2 separate regions of the Neogale vison genome follow, and region 2 is linked to region 1. The links are chromatin contacts, called in public Hi-C maps. All regions are on one chromosome and are shown on one strand. Each heading gives the region's core, a stretch centred on a gene start, on an enhancer-like site or on the middle of the called end of the contact. The rest is flanking DNA. Distances are from core to core; before and after follow the strand shown. Region 1 overlaps DNM3 (dynamin-3). Region 2 overlaps DNM3 (dynamin-3).

Region 1 (4,091 bases), core at 774-3,273:
ACTATGGATGTTTTAAATATCTCTTGTTCTATTAAAAATAACTAATATGCAGGCTTCCAGATCACAACAGAAAAAACAAAGGATGGCTTTATCATATCATTTAAGTGGAGAAGTGGAGAAGATAACTAAATATATATCCTTGCTTTTTTTAAACTAAAAAGTATGAATAGAAGAGATAACTTATATGTTCTTTATACCAGTTTGGGGATGATCAAAAGGGTAATTTAAAAAGTAAATCGTTTTCACGAAAGATAACTTGGGGAAACTTTTGTAATAAAATGTTTCACAAAAGAGAACTTGTTACAATTTTTAGATTGTTACAAAATGTACCATTTAGAAAAGGATTGTTCAGGAACTGCTGTAATTTTAAAGAATTTAAAGGAGGACAAAAGAGATCACTTCATTTTTTCATAAAAGCCTATAGAACAGATGTTTTCATTATATAAAATAGGCGGTAGATGCAAATGGGGGTTGAGGGAATTAGGGGTGAGGCAGTAACATTTTTCCAGAACTTTCTTTAGGAGGCCCACCTTTACAGTGCAGCATGGATCACGTTGCAACCAGACTTTCTCTGTTATTCTCACTATTGGGATTTCATTCAGCTTGAGGGATTTCCTCCCTCCCACCTTCTCCCCACCCCCCTTCACCTCCAGGACAGCTGGAAACGGACCAAAGAAAACTTTGCCTTCGTTTACAAATTCCTTTTTTATCAGCGGGTTTCTAGACAAAGTACCTTATCATTTTAAATGCTCGTAGAAATAGCAGCATTGTAAAATAGAGGCATGAGGTCTCAGCTGACCAGCAATTATCAACCATTTTCGGATTAAAAAAAAATAAAACTGTAACGCAGAGATGCGTAGTGGGGTATCTGTAGACAGAGGTGTCTGCTGTTCTCCGACTTAATCAGTTGCTGACTCACTAAGTTCTGGGTTGGCGCTCTTTCTGGGTCAGTCCCGTCTGCATTGTCTGGTGGGCAAAAACTTGGCAGCCTCTTCTTTTATTGTTAGATACTACTATTCCTGGTATTTATAGTATGTAAGTAAATTTTCCCAAAAAGCACTGTTCGGATAGCATTTTACAAATAGCAGATAGTCTTTTCTTGGAGGCAAAATGGATTCAGTCCTGGGATGTTAAAATTTCTACTATAGCCCTTACTCAGATAAGTTTTTAGGCCCTTGGATTATTAAGTTCAACAATTAAAAACCAGCCTCATTAAATTACTCTGAAGTGTTTGGAGTGTTTTCATGTTCCGGTTGGAAGTGGGAAAAACTTTGAACTTAAGGAAATACTTGACGTATGAGTCTTCAGAAATCAAATAGCATACAATAAATCGCTCTGTACCCCAGGCTGCTCCTCCCTCGAGGGTGGCCGCGCTGCTCCCCACCGCACGGAGCCCTCCGTTTCCCTCGCACGCCCTTGGCTCCCCACCTCGGCTCTCCTGGGCACAGACCAGGTGAGCGCTCAAGAAGGCCTTACCCACAGGTCTTCTCTCGAGCGGTCCTTTCTCAGCAGTGTCCCTGAGGGCTTCTGGGTCCCTAGTGTGCAAAACCTGTGAAGAAAAACACTGGGCGTGAGATTTGAAAAAGCAGACAAAAGTCTTCTCCTTGGAAACAGCCACTTTGGTCCCCAGACGTCCACAGCGTTGCTCGCCCTTGCCCAGTCTAACCAATGTGCAGACTACTGTACAACGGCATTGTCCTGAACAGGTAGTCTGAACACTGGGGCGACGGAGCAGGATCTCCAGAAGCTTCCATCTATGCACTTAAAATCCTCTCCCGGTCTTTGGGAAAAGCCTCCCTTCCTGCACCAGGGGTAGCTTTCGGCTCTCCCCCCAGAATTCTGCTGCACTGACTGAGACACACTCAAGGGCTGTGATTTCCAGTCTTGACGTGGCACATTTGCTGCAGACTGGGGAACTGGCAATGAATTTAGGACCAGGAAAAGGGGGAGGGCTGGGCTGGAGAGTCCATATATGGGATGATGTCACCCTGGGGAGGTTTGGGTATGCGCGGTGCCGCTGGAGAGACCGCTAGGATCGCCTGCTCTCAGACATGGGTCTGTGCGTAAAATGGTACCAGATGTTTTAGTGTAATGTTAAGCAGTCATTTCATCTTCAGGCCAGATTTTTTTCCTCAACTGGGCAGGAAGTGGGCCTCAGTATGGAAAAGCTGTAAAAAAAAAAAAAAAAAAAGAAAGAAAAGAAAAGAAAGAAAGGAAAGAAAAGAAAAGAGTCGAGATGCACAGTTCTGCTGTGGCCAACTGAAAGTGAGTTAGTGTGGAAGTGCAGTACAAATCTGCTGTCTGGTCCAGGCTAGAAAAGGAATTTGGAGATAGAGAGGAGATTAAAAAAGAAAGAAAGAAAGAAAGAAAGAAAGAAAGAAAGAAAGAAAGAAAGAAAGAAAGTAAACAGAAAGTTGAACACTGGAAGTCAGGGCTCATTTGCCAACTTTGTGGAGCTTTCCTGTGGTACTTTATTTTCTGGTATTTCACTCGTCAAAAAGGGCAGATAAGTTCTTTTTTTTTTTTTCCTGTCTCTCTCTTTCCCTCCTCCTCCTCGTCTGTTGGATCTGTCAGCGGCTTGCAGACTGCTCTAGACTTGAACAGTAATTATAGCAACTTCCTGAAAGTGAAGCCCCCATGAAAAGTCTGGAGAAATGTTCTTTGTCATGGCCTCTACATGAGTAATTAGTTCCACATGTGGCCTTCCTCGTTTCCCTCAGCGATGCTGGCTGGCTCCCCGAGGGCCGTGCTGTATGGCTTGACCTAAAGAAACTTTCAAGTTTCTGTAGTTTCTTGCACTACGAAATCCCGACTTCAGTCTTCTCACAAATTGCCTCTGGCCGATCTGAGCTCTTAGGTACAGCGCTCTTCTTCACTGGGAATTCTTGATTCTGTGTGGATGTTTTATTTTATTTTAATAGAATGCCACTGCTTAAGTTTTTATCTCGAGTTAACGAAATCTGTTGAGATTTGCCAAGTACTGCTTGACCAGAGGTTAGAACATACCAGCCCACTGGCATCTCCTTTCCTTTTCCCGTTGTTGCTGTTTTCAATTATATACGCTGCTGAAGATTCTGGGTAGACAGCCCTGCGACTGTCCCCCCCCCCACAGAATTCTGATTAAAGTTCGAGTTACCTCAAACAAGAGCTTGATGAATTGCCCTTCCAGAGATCAAAATGTGAGAAAATTCCTAGGTAGCTTCCAAATACCATTTGAGTAGCCAAACTATGAAACGCAGTAATCTTTAAAGAATTACAGCTAAAGCGGTTCATTTCTACTGGCCTTATGCGATACTTATTAGAAGCAGAAAATATCTACCTCTTTCAAATATATTGGGTTGAATATTTCCAAAAGCTTCAAGTGAGAGCCATCTTAAAGCCTTCACGTACCAAGAAATGTCTTCTCTTGAATTAACATATACCACTAATGGAATCCAAAGTTGTGACAAGTCCTGGTCACCTTGGTAGGAAGAGTAAATAAGATAAAAATGAATTATCCAGTAATTCAGGGTGGAACAAAGAGATTAGCACTGGGTACATCACTGATGGGGGGGGTTTAAAGCATCAGTGGAAATCAGAGGAGTTTCTTCCTATCCCTGTGTTTCCGCTTCCATACTTCTGTCCATAGGGCCTATCCCGTAGTGCTTGAGCGAGCCCAGTATGCCCTCCCTCGCCTCCCCCTGCTTGTGTAATCCTTGGAATAGACGAGTGTGACTACACACAATCTTATAGTCTTATTACACATGAATGCCAACTCTGTCCTTGCTCAGTGTCTATATGTTTATTCACAAATCATCCGAAAGGAGCCATGAGGGAGAGAGAGAGAGAGAGAGAGAGAGAGAGGCAGTAGTCAGCCAGAATCCAGCATTCCAGGTGTGGGCTTGTTTCGGCCGCAAATAGTGAAAGCCTTTCCCCTGCCCTCTTCTATTGCCATCGGCGGGATGTGTCTTGGTAATTTTGGATAAGGCACATGGAAGGTGGTTCTCATCAAACTGCTCCGTGATTTCATCTACTCACACATCTGTAGTTTCTCAAACGTAGGAGCAAACCTTCCTCAAAAAGGGATTTTTATGAGCTTTTCTCTAAGGAAC
Region 2 (4,368 bases), core at 170-2,669, 230 kb after region 1:
TCCACTAGAATCCTCCCTGTTAGACTAAACGAAGTGTCTGGCAATTAATTACTAATGAATTCTGTGAAGGCAACACACTTGATCAGTAAATCATGAGTAGTCGCGTGTGCGGACATCAGTAGGCAAGTAACCCGTTTAACTAACGCATTCATCACTCCTTGTCGTCGCTCATGGTGTCTCAGACCTTCGGAGTTTGACTCTGGAAAACCGCTGACCCTTCGAGGCTTTAGATGTTGTACTGACCAAGGGTAGGTCTGCCTAGCAGCCCTCTATTTTGAAAGACCGTTTGCCTACCCTGGCATATATTTGAGATTTGCTTTGGACAAGTTCCTAGGTTACCCACCAGGTAGCCCATTAAGTGTAATTCTTGAGAGCTTTGAGACGGTGGGCTTAGACCTAAGCCATACGTGTATTTACTTTCCCACATTCTGTTTTGGCCGATAGAAATTATGTTGTCTATCATGAATGTTTCCTCCTACTCTAATGACCTATTTAGATCCTCTTTCCTTTCTCTTTATTAATAGGACTGCTAGGAAGTGATTTTTTTTTTATTAGGATTCCTTAAGAATAGACTTTTCCAGAAGCACAGGTAGTTTGCAGAGGAAAAGTTAACACGTTGCTTGCTCTAGAGAGCTTCTCCTCATCCTGATGTGTTTTGCTTCATGCTCGAAGCATATTCAACAGCGAATCAAAGCTTAATTTTCTGGTAGTCGGTCAGAAGATTTGGCTAGTTAGGTTCAGAGTTCAAGGAAGAAGCAAAATGTCACATCTCTAGAAGTGTCTGGAAATACCTAATTTCTTTATTCACATATATATTCACCTCCCCGTAGGTTACGGTGAAGGCTGACATGGGATGTAGACATGGCTAACTCCACTGTGACACGAACTATAGTGGACTTATTTATGTGGTTGGAGCAAGTTTTTCTCTTTCCCAGCTATTTGTAATTCTTGCGTGTAAGAATTCATCCTACCTTTAAAGCCGGTTTAACGAACTTTCCATCGGCCGTTTTTAAAGGGGGCCCTGGAATGAAACTAAAAGTCGTTTCATGAGGGATGCCGTGCTTCAGGTGCAGGAGCTCACGCTCTGCAGCTGTACCTCAGCGTCTCTGCACAGGTCGTTCCAAAAGATGGCACTAGGACGCTGAGATCTATAGCAACCTCACAAGTGCTAACACTGCAAAAATTTACAAAATCGGGTTAGCCTGGGGGTTAACAGTTCAGTCCTGAGGCTGAGCTGTAGACGAAGTAGGACCAGGTGATCAGCATGTAGGAAACCGCCAGAAGCCGAGTGGAGGGCTGTCTGCTGACTGTTCCCAGACAGCAAGTCCTCACTGAACGGCGGCATCCCGGGACACGATTTCATATTCCACAGAAGTAAATCAGGTTTCACCAACTGAAATGTCTCCCTTTGAAAGCAGCAAACATGATTTGTATGTTCACTCAGCTTTAATTTCCTGTGTACTTTATGCCCAAAGCAGACACCCATAAAGCATGAAGGAAAAACCTTCAGCCATTATTAAAAAGAGAACTTGCCAAGCGGAATGGCATTGTTTCGAAGTTATTCTAAGGGGCTACAGCTACCCCACTTGTAATAGGCAACCATCAGAGACTACGAGATTTACCAAAAAGAACTTTTCAACTCACTGTGGACAAGTGATTCTGTAAAGACCACCACCCCAAGTCACCAGCCTGAATCTTCTCTTATCTTTTTTTTCTCCCTCATTTGAAAAAATTCTTAACTCTTTGTGAATGGAACAGATGTGCTAAGTACGTTATGTGTTGTTAAAAACGGTGCTGCAGTGAAACGGAAATGTGTTACGTAAACGTCCACAGTAAAACAAAAGGACCCACGAGATCTTTCCATAAGGCTCCCTCTTTCGGACTCCCTTTGCTTCTTCCTTTGAATTCTCTAAAACAGGCAGCTAGAGGATTATATACTTCAGGGTTTGGCTCTGTGCTAAACGTGGTTTTGCATTTTGCTGTATTTCAAAAATTTCCTTCTGTCAAAGGAAAATATTGTGGATAACCACTGGTGTGTTCTTAGATCAGCACAAACCATGTCAAAGAAAATTGGAGATGTTTTTCCAACTTTCTTTCCACTGATCTTCTGTAGTCGTAAACAATAGCATTTGTCGTCTCTGGCTTTTGCTCTTGGATTCTAAGCCTGCAGTTCCACTGCCCCGCTTGTCTCTGTTTGTAGGCACATTTTTGTTCTCTTACCTCTTCTCAGTTATGTCTAATAGAACCCAGCCTCCCCTGGAATTCCAGAAGCATGTTGGAGAATACTTTGTTTGCCGCAGTACTAGGATTAGTTTTAATACCATTTCGCAAAGGGTTTGCATCCTGCTAAAAGGAGATGTCAAGGTGAACGAAGTCAGAAGCTCTAAGATGTGTGCGAAGTGCGTTGTTCACGCCAGGCCCTAAGGTGGGAATGTAGCTTCAGGAGCTAAGCGTTTCCTGTACCACCTCTCATCTTTTGAGTAGCTTCCTCCTAACCGACTGCTCTGATGCCGTCTACACGACAGATGTTTAGCTAAATAAAACCTACGGTATCTTTAGGATTTGGAAAAATTCACCGTGTATGCCTGTTTGATAGGTATGTCACTTCTTGTCACTTGCATGCTTCTTGACTAATTGGAATAACTGTTTACTCAACTGTGGACAGATTATTGAAATAGTATCAATTTAGAGCAGATATATTGCATTTCCAGAAGTCATCTACCAAGATTACTCTTCTGAATGTTGCTTTTAGCTGACTTTTGTAACACAGAAAAGCAGTAGGGCCTGTTTATTAGCCAATTGCCTACTTGTTCAGCAACAAACTCGTTCAGTTCCAAAACATGATGATGAAACCAGTTCCTGTGATAGAACTGTAAGCCTTCTAAACTTAGAATTTAAATGTAGTCATATAGATTAATTCTATGATTTTTTAGTATAGACTGTAGCCATAATTCTCAAATATGAAATGGGACCTAATACCAGTATGTGATAAATGTTGACGTTTCCTGTGTACAAACATATTTGCAATGCATGTGTCTGTGTATACAATATATACATGGGAAATTCATTTCTGTAAGTACACGTGTTTGGTGCCCCTTTGGATAGGTAGGTTTAAAAACCCTTGTTAAAATGCCACAAGCATGTGTGATTGTGCGTGCATTGTGTATATATGCTACGTGTGGGTGTATATATTTATGTATACATGTGCTTTGTGTGGGGGGGTATTAATATATTTTTTAAACTGTGTTAATTCAAGAGCTCACTCTGGAGGGTCTGTTGTAATACGTAAAAGAGATTCATAGAACCGTGATAACATATGTGAGGTCTCCAAAATTTCTTCCAGGATAGGCACAATGCCCAGAATTACCGTGACAACATCCACAACATCCACAGACATTTGGATGTAGCTAGGTCCACAGCACTGCTTATCTAAGGAGAAATGTCCTTTGCCAAACATAGCGGAAGATCAGGAAACCCATTTCTAAGAACTCTGATTGGAATTATAAATGATTCTTGGACTGCTGAGCTGAATCTTAAAAAGCTTAAATTGGTCTCCACAGTCATTTTTTTCCTCCACACTAAATGTCAAAATATAAAGTGGAGGGATACTGAAATGTAATAAAAAGGCGGGCTCTTCTGAGTAAATTTGCTAAACATGCAGAGAAGTTGTTACTTAATACCTCAGTGGTAGGTCATTCATCCCTCGTTTCAGGTAAACATTTCTCATTTGGCAAACAAGAGAAGTATTTGAAATTGACAGTTATGTCCTTAACATTGAGAATACGACCTAAATAGGAGGTCTCTGTACTGTGGAATCCAGTCGAAGGAGAGAAGACGTAAGACTCAGGTTGAGTTTTATGTCTGCTTCACCAAGAGGACGGCTAGCGGTGAGCTCAGTTTAACATGAAGAATGCTAGACCACTGCAGGAAAATACGTGATCAGTTCACTAGATCACTCACTTCTTTCTTAAGTTTCCATGTGTCTCCTAGATAATCTTAAGTCCTCCCGTCCAGTTGGTATGCTTAAAATCACGTGGTGCTCTGTATTGTGAAACCTTCAGAGTATTTTGAAGCATGTGTAGCATATGCATTGCTAGTTGTGTATATGTGCAAGAATGTGTGTATGTGTGAGAGCGAGAGAGGAAAACTCAAGGAAGAGTCTCCTGTTCGTCTTAAGATCCGTTCATACTGGTATACCGGTGAGACGTCTCACCTCTCTGGTCTGGGGTTTCACACATGGCTCAGCTCAAGGCATTCATTTCTTCTTAATTTTTTACCCTCTGAATTCCTTAAACTTTGCTCATTGTGTAATTTTTTCAAAAAATATGACAAAAAATTTACTCTGTTGACCTCTTGCACTGTCTGCTG

What was found. Hi-C and Micro-C count contacts between places; a contact is called where the count stands out from the background.
Region 2: a Hi-C map of muscle shows a contact between it and region 1, with 3 times the contacts expected there. The contact joins two enhancer-like sites. A contact is called at or near these places in 2 of 3 Hi-C or Micro-C datasets (fibroblasts and muscle).

What each region holds. Positions count from the first base shown.
Region 1 is chr10:34,916,703-34,920,793 of ASM_NN_V1, forward strand. All of the region lies in intron 15 of DNM3 (dynamin-3), which reads left to right. Among named protein-coding and RNA genes, the nearest start is that of C10H1orf105, 250 kb to the right of the region's middle. Within about 2 kb of position 2,024, the one cell type or tissue checked has open chromatin away from gene starts, as enhancers often do. A contact at or near this core is called in fibroblasts, where this site is marked.
Region 2 is chr10:35,146,057-35,150,424 of ASM_NN_V1, forward strand. The region is part of intron 20 of DNM3 (dynamin-3); the gene reads left to right. Among named protein-coding and RNA genes, the nearest start is that of C10H1orf105, 20 kb to the right of the region's middle. Within about 2 kb of position 1,420, the one cell type or tissue checked has open chromatin away from gene starts, as enhancers often do. A contact at or near this core is called in fibroblasts, where this site is marked.